Regions from separate parts of the Mus musculus genome. Here region 1 is linked to region 2. The links are chromatin contacts, called in public HiChIP or PLAC-seq maps. All regions are on one chromosome and are shown on one strand. The core of a region is the stretch at or near the end of the contact, and the rest is flanking DNA. Distances in the headings are between cores, read along the strand shown. Region 1 overlaps Sox2ot (SOX2 overlapping transcript (non-protein coding)). Region 2 has its middle 11 kb from the start of Gm38509.

Region 1 (4,516 bases), core at 1,419-3,918, 97 kb before region 2:
TTGGGATTAATTGAGAATAATTAACACTGGACACGGTTAATCACCACTTCGCAGCTCTCTTCCCTCCTTTCGGGCCTGTGGTGTCGGCCTCTTTTGCTCCGGCTGACGATGCGGGTGGGTTTGCTGGTGAAAGTGAAGACGTCGCAGTAGCTGTCACCCAGTTCTGCTGTACTTTAAAGCGCTCGCATATTGTTTGATTACTAATTCGAGTTAATATGATCTTTATGGCAACATAACAGTGGATAATTGGCCTTTTTTCTCAACAACAATGTAAATCACAATCGCTTTATTATTTAATAACGTCAAACGCTTCGTTGGATTGGCCCCGACCGAGAAGACCTTTTCTTTCTAGACAGTATTATGGGGGAAGGACAATGAAGATCTAATTGTGGAGGTTTCATAAGTTGGCTCCGGTAAATGAACAGCTTCGATATGGAAGTCCCAGCAGATGTGGGCACCGCTAGCTGTAGAAACTCCACCCCACCCCTCTACCCACCATCCAAACACACTGTTGGAGGCTTTCTGGGGTGGCTGTGGTCCACGGAGCCTAGCAACCACCTGAAGTTCCCAGTAGCAATTAGAGCTTGTATCAGGCTCTTTACATTGGGGATTTATCATTAAGGCATCCAGTCAGCTCACCAAATTAACACGACTTGCAAATAGCCACAACCCTTTGGGCGCCCTTACGGTGAATTTGGCTGTGGGACAGGGAGAGCAGGGGTCTGCGTTTTGTTTTGCTTTGTTTTGGTTGGTTGGTTGGTTTGGTCTTATTTTGTTCTGGTGTGATTTTAAAAAAAAAAAAAAAAAAAAACGGAATTAGTATTGCAGGGTCTTGGAATATACTTGTCTCAGACAGTTTGGCAAGGGACTTGAGCCATTATTTCTCAAATGCCTGGGAAAAGCTGAGAGTACCCAGAGACCCTCTCACAAGAAAGACCACTCATGGAAGGAAGGTGTCCCCGCTGCTAGAAAGATAGCCTCATCACCCTTGTCCCCAAAGGCCCAGTTCTAAAGGCATCCACCGCTGCTTCTGCTGTGGTCACAAGACCGCGGACGCTAGGGTCTTCTGAGTGGCAAGTCCCAGCCTTTGGAATTCGGGTCAGAGGAGAGAGACTCGCAGCCTGTGGAGGTTTTGTTTTTGTGTGTGCCCGCCTCTCCATTTTAGTCAACTAATACTGCCTGTCGGGGAAAAGGAACAATTCGCTCCCACCCACCCCTCCGCGCCTTTCTAAGATAAACAGGAGGTGCGAAACGCTTCTGAGCACACGCGCCCCGGGGCCCTCCTCCCACTCTGTGCGCCAACCGAGCATCTGTCCCCGCGTCCCCGAACCAGACCTGGGTGACAACTGCCGGTATTTCAAAACCGTCCCACTGACCGTCAACCATATTTACAATCCCCCACCCCCCAAATCGAGTCACTTCTCTGCCCACTCTCTCCTTTTCTGAGAACTTAAAAGAAGTGGAAAACGTTGAGGAATTGAGAGTGGACTTTCAAAAACGAATCTTTGCCCACCGAAACACGCACTCGCACTTTTTAAAAAGTAGTATTTCAGCACAAGGAGGACATTTGGAAACTTTCTCTTAACAGGAGTCGGGCACATTGCTATTCTTGTGTGTTGGTCGTCTGGCCTCCCCACCCGCGGCGGACAATACCCGCATTGAGACGCGGTGGCCTGCGGGCAGCGGGAAGCTTGGGACTGCGCAGCCTCCTCCAAGGGGCCCGCAGCTACGGGAGCACTAGGATGGGAGCCGGGGCGGGGAGGTCGGTCGCCGGAAGGACAGCCATTAGAAGTATCATTTTTGCCTAAAGCCTTATACTACGCCTCGCTTTGAGGACTTAGATACAGGGTTGTATAAAGACTTAGAGAGTAGGAAGACCGACTCAACTGAGGACGAGTTTCGCATTTTGTTTCATTTTAATTGTCACCCCACCCCCCCGCACGCACGATTTTATTTAGACACTGAATTTTGCACCCCAGGCGGTCCAACCCCACAGACTTCACTCCTAGGCACCTCGTCTTTTGTTAATATCTCAACCTCGGGCTCTGACGCTAAGCAGGCTTCCGCCTTGGTGCCAATTTTTGTCTCACCCGAGCCCTGGTACACTGCAATCTCGCGCTGGGAGTACGGCACCGCAGAGGGCGGGGGGAGCCCAGGTCAGAGACTCGGGAACATTCTTTTCTAAGCTCGATTGTTTTCTCCCTCAGAGCACACCAGCACCCAGGGCCTTTGCAGAAGAACCTCGAGGTCAGCAGAGGCCCTCGGAAGGGCGCCACAGTGGCTGAAGCTGGCGTCTTAGGGTTTAAAACGTGCACCCCGCCGAGTGTTGGGACCACGTGCTGCGCCTTCGAAAGGTGACGGCGGCCCCGCTGCAGTCCCGGGCGGCGGGAGATGGCGCAGGGAACGCCGCAGCCCCCGGTGGCGGCAGGGGCGGGTGCTGTGTGGCAGAACTGGCCTCGGCGCTGAGTGCAGAGAATTATCTGGAGCGTGCTTGATCTGGGGCTGCGTAGTCAGCGTAGTCAGCTTCTGCTTTATTTGTTTGTTTGTAATCTCATATTTAGCAAGCCAGGACGGTGGCAGCGAGGGAGAAAGGAAGGGATGGAGGAGGGGGCTTCGCGCTAACCACACCCCTTCCTAATGAGTTAATTTCCATATTTGCGTCTCCCGCTTCTAGCGCCCTCTCTTTCCGGGCGCCTCCGTGCAGTTGCGTCTTGCGCAGCTCAGACACTCTCCACTTAGGAATGAAACAAAAAAGCCCCGGGTAAGAGCAGAAAATTGGTCTATTGATAACATTCGCTCCGAGTGTTGATCTTGGCATTGCGGGCAGCCGGTTAGTCTCCACCCCACTCCCCAAATGGGTCACACAGGGATTGCAGAGGGCTTGCGGACTTACTAGCTGACTGCAGACAGACGTTGACGTCCCTCCCGCCTCCAACTGTCCGACCCTCGCATCGTCTTTTCTCACAACTTCACATTTTTTTGTCCCTCAGGGTAAAAACAGTGGAAACCTAGCCAACGCAGAAAAGGAGGGGAAATAATCTCAAACAAATGAATCAAAAGCGAAAGTTTCAAACTAGAGTCGGACTGGGGCAGGGGCGGGGGGAGATAAAGTTTTGTACTAGAAAAGGAGTGCTGGTCGAAGCTGGAAACAGGCTCTAGGGTGGACACCTGTGGGAATAGATTAAGGAAAGCTACGAACTGGTATTGCCATCCAACAAAAAGTTGTGGCAAAGACAGTGAAAGGAGTTTTGGAGACACAGGAACTCAAAGGCAAGCCACGAATCAGGACTTCTATCTCGGTTGTCTCTGCTTGGATGAAGGCTCTGTTCAAAAAAGTCCATGCAAGAAACAGACCTTCCCAGTTGCTCACCGCCCCTGTCCCTCCCCACCTTGGTGGCTTCAACTCCTCTCTGGCTGCAGTGTCTAAACAGCTCTCTGGTCAAAATAAACTGTCCCAAGAAACTTTCCAAACTGGGGAGCAACTTAGGCAGTTAGGCAGGGAGCTTTAATCAAGATTTGTAGCTCTGCGAGGGGCAGCGACAGCAAACATCCCGCAGGTGTACGCCGTAACTCCACCATCCGGACTCCAATGTAGATTACTCTGGCCGCGTTTGATCGGCTCTTTGAAAGCCTTTAACAATTGCCTGTGACGAACGACCGGGCTCAGTGTTTTCTGAATAATGCCTTGAGCGTAAGTCCTCGGGGTCTTTAAAGAGCTCCAGTTTGAGAGTGCTAGAGGGTGTGTGTGTGTGTGTGTGTGTGCTGTTTTCGGTTTTGCTTTGAAGGAGAAAGGGGGGGAACTAGTTCGGTTTAGCTTGTACCTCGTCAACTTTTAGCTGCTAACAGGTATCACTCAAGTCAGTCAAACGCTTGATCCCTGTCACCTTTGCTTGCTGTCTTCCAGAAGCTGTGTATGGCATATTGTCTGTGTCAAGAACATTGCTTTTCCTTTTAATAATGCATTGTGTATATGTGTATGTACATATTGTATTGTGTTGTGTTAATGAAATGACACAGTTACTAATTTTCTGTCTTGTCAGTTACAACTGCACTTCCTGCTCTGTTGAGGTAGTTAGAACAAACACTATTATTATTACCACTTTAATACTGTCCTAGTATCTTCGCTGCTCTTTCTAAACTGTATCTATTCAGTAAGAGTTGGATTCGAACGTCAACGTTTTCCAAAGTAAAACCCGTAGTTTGCCACAACCCCTTCCAACACCTAGGCACCAAAACCCAACACCAAATTTTTTTTTAAAAGGAGCTGCTTCCAAACCTGTCTTGTTTGCCTACCGTGTTTACATAAGGGGAGGGAGGCAAACTTTTGTCTGAAACTTACACTAAGCAGAACTTCCATTTCTTAGAGTGTCAACAGTTGCAGGGCTTATCACACCAGTGTGAGGGGCACACATCTGAATTGAAGGCCCACTCCTGCCACTTCAGAGCACGAAGGGCTACCTGTGAATGACTGTTAAGTTTGCCTACTGGAAAAGTTTTTTTCTGTACTAAATCACAC
Region 2 (4,331 bases), core at 1,131-3,630:
CCATGAAATGAAGATGTTAATTAAGGTTGTTGATACATTTTGTTTTGTTTTGTTTTCAAACACTTCTCTCTCTGTAGCTCAGGCTGTCCTGGAACTCACCAGGCTGGCCCCAAACTCAAAACAATCAGCTTCCAGAGTCGGGATTACAGGTTTGAGCCATAGCATCTGGCCAAGGAATGATACATTGAACTAAGATCATTTAGGTATATATTTGATCACGAGAAGAACTATTATTAACAATAAAGACCATTCATGCCAGGGGAACCTTGACAATCAGGAGTTTGAGATCATTCACAAAATACTTTATTCCATCTACTGGATTGATTTTTTGGGGGTGTTTTCAAGACAGGGTTTCTCTGTGCATCCCGGCCTGTCCTGGAACTCAATCTGTAGACTAGCATGGCCTCAATTATTTAATATCCAGTGCTGGAATTAAAGGTGTGTGTCACCATGACCCGTCCCATCCACTGTATTAAGGGCTTTACTGGCCTTGAGCTCACTATTGAAGCCCAGCCTACCTCGAACTCACGGTAATCCTCTTGCTCCATCTTCTTGAGTACTGGGATGACAAGCAAGCACTACCATATCCAAGATTGTTTTCACTCACTCACTCATTCGTTCATTCATTCATTAATTCGTTCAACAGATACATATTTACTGGACACAGTACTGAACAGGGTTGGGAGGGTAAAGTGGTAAGAGAGACTGACAGCGTGTGAGGAGTACTGCGAATGTATTCTGCCAGGTGAGCCCATGCCATGAACTGTGGTTCTGGGGGTTAACCCAAGGCCTCCAGCGTGCTAAGCCAACACACCACCAGTGAGTGGCATCCCCATTCGTTATATAAGTTTCTTGCTGTGTAAGGCAGGGTCTCAATAAGTGGTTCGTGCAGGCCCGGGGTTTCCTGATCTCTTGCCCAAGTGGCTGCTGTGCCCAGCATGTGGGCCCAATTTATTTTCCTACTTTTTCCAGGATGCGCAGATGCAGGAACTATCTTTGGTGTTTCTGTCTTTCTGCCTGCTCACCGCAGTTTCCGCTAACAAAACAAGCCTTTGTGCACTTTGTTTGCAGTGTTGAGAACTGATCACAGGGACGTGGGAGAACCCCTCCCTGGAGCCGCGCGCGGCGACCCTTTCTGTGGATCTGGCTTACTGAGGCTCAGTCCGCTTTGCCACACCGCCTCCTGCTGGCGGCTAGTTGACCTGCCGCGCTTTTTCTTCTGTGCGTCAGATACTTCACCAGGCCTGAGGGTCTTCTCTTTTCTTTTGAAATAGGGCTCAAGGAACCCAGGCAGACTGCAAACTCACTAAGTGGCCCGAAGCTGACTTTGAACTCATGATCTTCTTGCATCCATTTTCGTGGAGCTGGGGTTGCCCATGCATACCACCACACCCAGCTTTCCGAGCCAGATGAGGAGGGGGCTGCATTCTCAGACAACTCTCAGTGGCTAGCTTGCCCTTTGACAAAACTTTGCTAGGAATTTACCACCCCTACCCCCCCTCCCCAGACTCTCCCTTTGTAGCTCCTCTCTTCCCTTCTCTCTCACTTGGCTCCCTGCTCATTTGACTGACAGCTTGGGCAAAGACTCCTCTCCTGCTGAGCTGAGACCCTGAAGAGAATTCCACTAACACGTAAACAAGGTCTTGGCTGACCTTGAACTCACTATGTAGACCCTGCAGGTCTCCTATTCTGACTTCTAAATTCCGGGATTAAAGGCATCACCACGCCTAGTCATTGATATGTCTTATTATTTATTTTATGAGTATGAATATTTTGCCTGTTTGTATGTCTGTGCACCATGTGCATGCCTGGTGCTAATGGAGGCCAGAGGAGGGCATCAGGCCCTCTGGAGCTAGAGTTACAGATGGTTGTGAGCCTCTATGCACATGCTGGGACCAGAACCCAGGTCCTCTGCAAGAGCAGCCAGTGCTCTTAACCACTGAGCCATCTTTTCAACTCCTCAATTTCCATCTTAAATTTTATTTTGTGCTGGGCTAGCCTTGGCTGTATAATAAGACCCAGTTTCAATAAGCAATAAGGTTCATTTTATGTGTGTCTTAGAGGCTTGTATATCACACTGCTTAATCTTTTATTTTGGTGGGGTACAGGACATTGAAATTGAGAGAGGGTTTCTTGTAACTGCAGCTGGTCTCGAACCTGTTTCGTAGCTAAGGCCTCGGATTCCTGATGCTCCTGCCTCAGCCCCCTGAGTGCTATAAAGGTGGGACATACAATTTAATCTTTACTGTGGCCCTTCAAAGTTGGCACCCTGGGATGGTTTAGAAGATGAGATGAAAGGCAGGGAGTTGCAGTCCCTCCGCTCCACCCCTACCGGAAGGCTGCCTTCAACCACCAGGTTATCTCTGGCTTCAAGGTGACCCTGACTGGAAGCAAGACCTAGCTGACTACCTTGGGGCTGTGCTTGGTTTGGTAGAGATTTCTACCCTTCAGGTGTGAGGGAAACCTCAACCTCGTTAATAGAAGAATTTAAGAATGACTCAAATGGAAGGTGGAGGACAATTAGGGTTTAAAAAAAGAACCTGGGATGGGCCAGTTGTAAACCCCCTGGAGCTGCCTAGAGGAAGGAGCTGGAGGAGAGCTTAGAAAACAAAGGGGGAGGTCATGGAAACAGACGGGGAGGTCAGACACCTGATCTGCAAGCAGCCCCAGAGCCAAAGGGAGGGCATGGGGATGAGTGACTAGGATCCTTTCTTCCTTCCTTCCTTCCTTCCTTCCTTCCTTCCTTCCTTCCTTCCTTCCTTCCGTCCGTCCCTCCTTCTTTCCTTCGGTCCTTCCTTCCTTCTTCCCTTCCTTTCTTTTTTTTTAAAGAATAGTTTTTGTATATTTTATATGAAATGGTATTTTGCCTGCATGTCTATATGAAGGCATCAAATTCTCTGGATCTGGAGTTACAGACAGTTGTGAACCTCCACGTGGGTGCTGGGAATTGAACCCAGATCCTCTTTTTTTTTTTTTTTTTTTGAGACAGGGTTTCTCTGTGTAGCCCTGGCTGTCCTGGAACTCACACTGTAGACCAGGCCTCAGAAATCTGCCTGTCTCTGCCTCCTGAGTGCTGGGATTAAAGGCGTGCGCCACTACGCCCTGCCCTAGGATGCTTCCTTAAAAGATAGAAAAAAGAAGAAAAAAAAAAAAAAAAAAAAAAAAGAAAAGTCACAAATGACCAGACTTAGAACCCTCTATGGCTGTAAGCTGCTGCATTAGGGGCAAGGATTCTGGGAAGGTACAAGTTTAATATCTCATTGAAGAACTAAATATTCTGTGCAGGGCAATAGTGGCTTAAGCCTTTAATCCCGGCACTCAGGAGGCAGAGACAAGTAGATCTCTGGCCTACAGAGTGTTCGAGAACAGTCAGGGATGCACAGAGAAACCGTCTCAAAAGACAAATACAATAACCAAGACCAAAACCAACAACCAAACCAAACCAAACCAAACACAAATGCCAAAACAAAAGGCTAAAATATTCCTCCTAACTCTTAGCATTGCTCAAAGTGTGCCTGCTGTCCTAGGGGCAGGCCCTGGGCCAGATTCACCCCGTTTAAGCAGAATATATGTCAGGTCTCCATGTGGGCCAGAGATTTTGCAGATGAGGTATTTTTGACACTAACAGTATAGTACCAGACTGTCATCTCAGCACTTAGGAGGCTGAGGCAGGAGGATTGCAATGAGTTCCAGGTTAGTTCTCTTCAGCAAGACCCTGATTTAAAACCAAAACAAGGCCAAGGTTGAGCTCTAGTTGGCAGAATGCTCATCAGGTAGTTCTTGGAGGCTTTGAATCTGGAATCCCCTAGCCCCAGCCTTCTAGGAGCTAGATTACAAGCAAGTGCTGTTTCTATTAAATACCATGTTTTGGGTTTGGGGAGATGGGCCAGTGGTCAAGAGTGCTTGCTTCTCCTTCAGTGGACCAGACAGACTTCAGTTCCCAGCATCCAGGTTGGGTGGTCCACAGCCCCCTAACATTCCAGCTTCAGGGGAATCTGATACCCTCTGGCCTCTGTGGGCACCTATACACACACACACACATGCACACACACACAAGCTGTCTCTCTCTCTCTCACACACACACAAGCTATGTCACACACACACACACATACACACATGCTGTCTCTCTCACACACACACAGTCTCTCTCTCACACACACACATAAGCTATGTTTCACACACACACATACACACATGCTGTCTCTCTCTCTCTCACACACACACACACACACACATGCTCTCTCTCTCTCTCTCTCTCTCTCTCTCTCTCTCACACACACACACACACACACACACACACACACACACACACACATATACACGCTGTGTGT

The links. HiChIP or PLAC-seq counts read pairs in DNA pulled down with a chosen protein or histone mark.
Region 1: a contact with region 2 is called in an H3K27ac HiChIP or PLAC-seq map of embryonic stem cells, with 20 read pairs. The contact joins two enhancer-like sites. A contact is called at or near these places in 1 of 39 promoter capture datasets (embryonic stem cells), 2 of 15 datasets of contacts at CTCF or cohesin (both in embryonic stem cells), 74 of 484 Hi-C or Micro-C datasets (bladder smooth muscle, cortical neurons, differentiating embryonic stem cells and 9 more), 22 of 115 datasets of contacts at active chromatin or transcription factors (embryonic stem cells, epiblast stem cells, expanded potential stem cells and 1 more) and 2 of 9 other capture datasets (adipose tissue and embryonic stem cells).

Annotation. Positions count from the first base shown.
Region 1 is chr3:34,661,758-34,666,273 of GRCm38.p6, forward strand. All of the region lies in intron 4 of Sox2ot (SOX2 overlapping transcript (non-protein coding)), which reads left to right. Among named protein-coding and RNA genes, the nearest start is that of Sox2, 14 kb to the left of the region's middle. Within about 2 kb of position 2,669, at least 82 of the 459 cell types and tissues checked have an H3K27ac peak or open chromatin away from gene starts, as enhancers often do. A contact at or near this core is called in differentiating embryonic stem cells, embryonic stem cells and trophoblast stem cells, where this site is marked.
Region 2 is chr3:34,758,926-34,763,256 of GRCm38.p6, forward strand. No RefSeq gene overlaps it. Among named protein-coding and RNA genes, the nearest start is that of Gm38509, 11 kb to the right of the region's middle. RefSeq lists enhancers at 1-3,478, 1-260, 2,098-3,610. Within about 2 kb of position 2,381, at least 14 of the 459 cell types and tissues checked have an H3K27ac peak or open chromatin away from gene starts, as enhancers often do. A contact at or near this core is called in differentiating embryonic stem cells, embryonic stem cells and trophoblast stem cells, where this site is marked.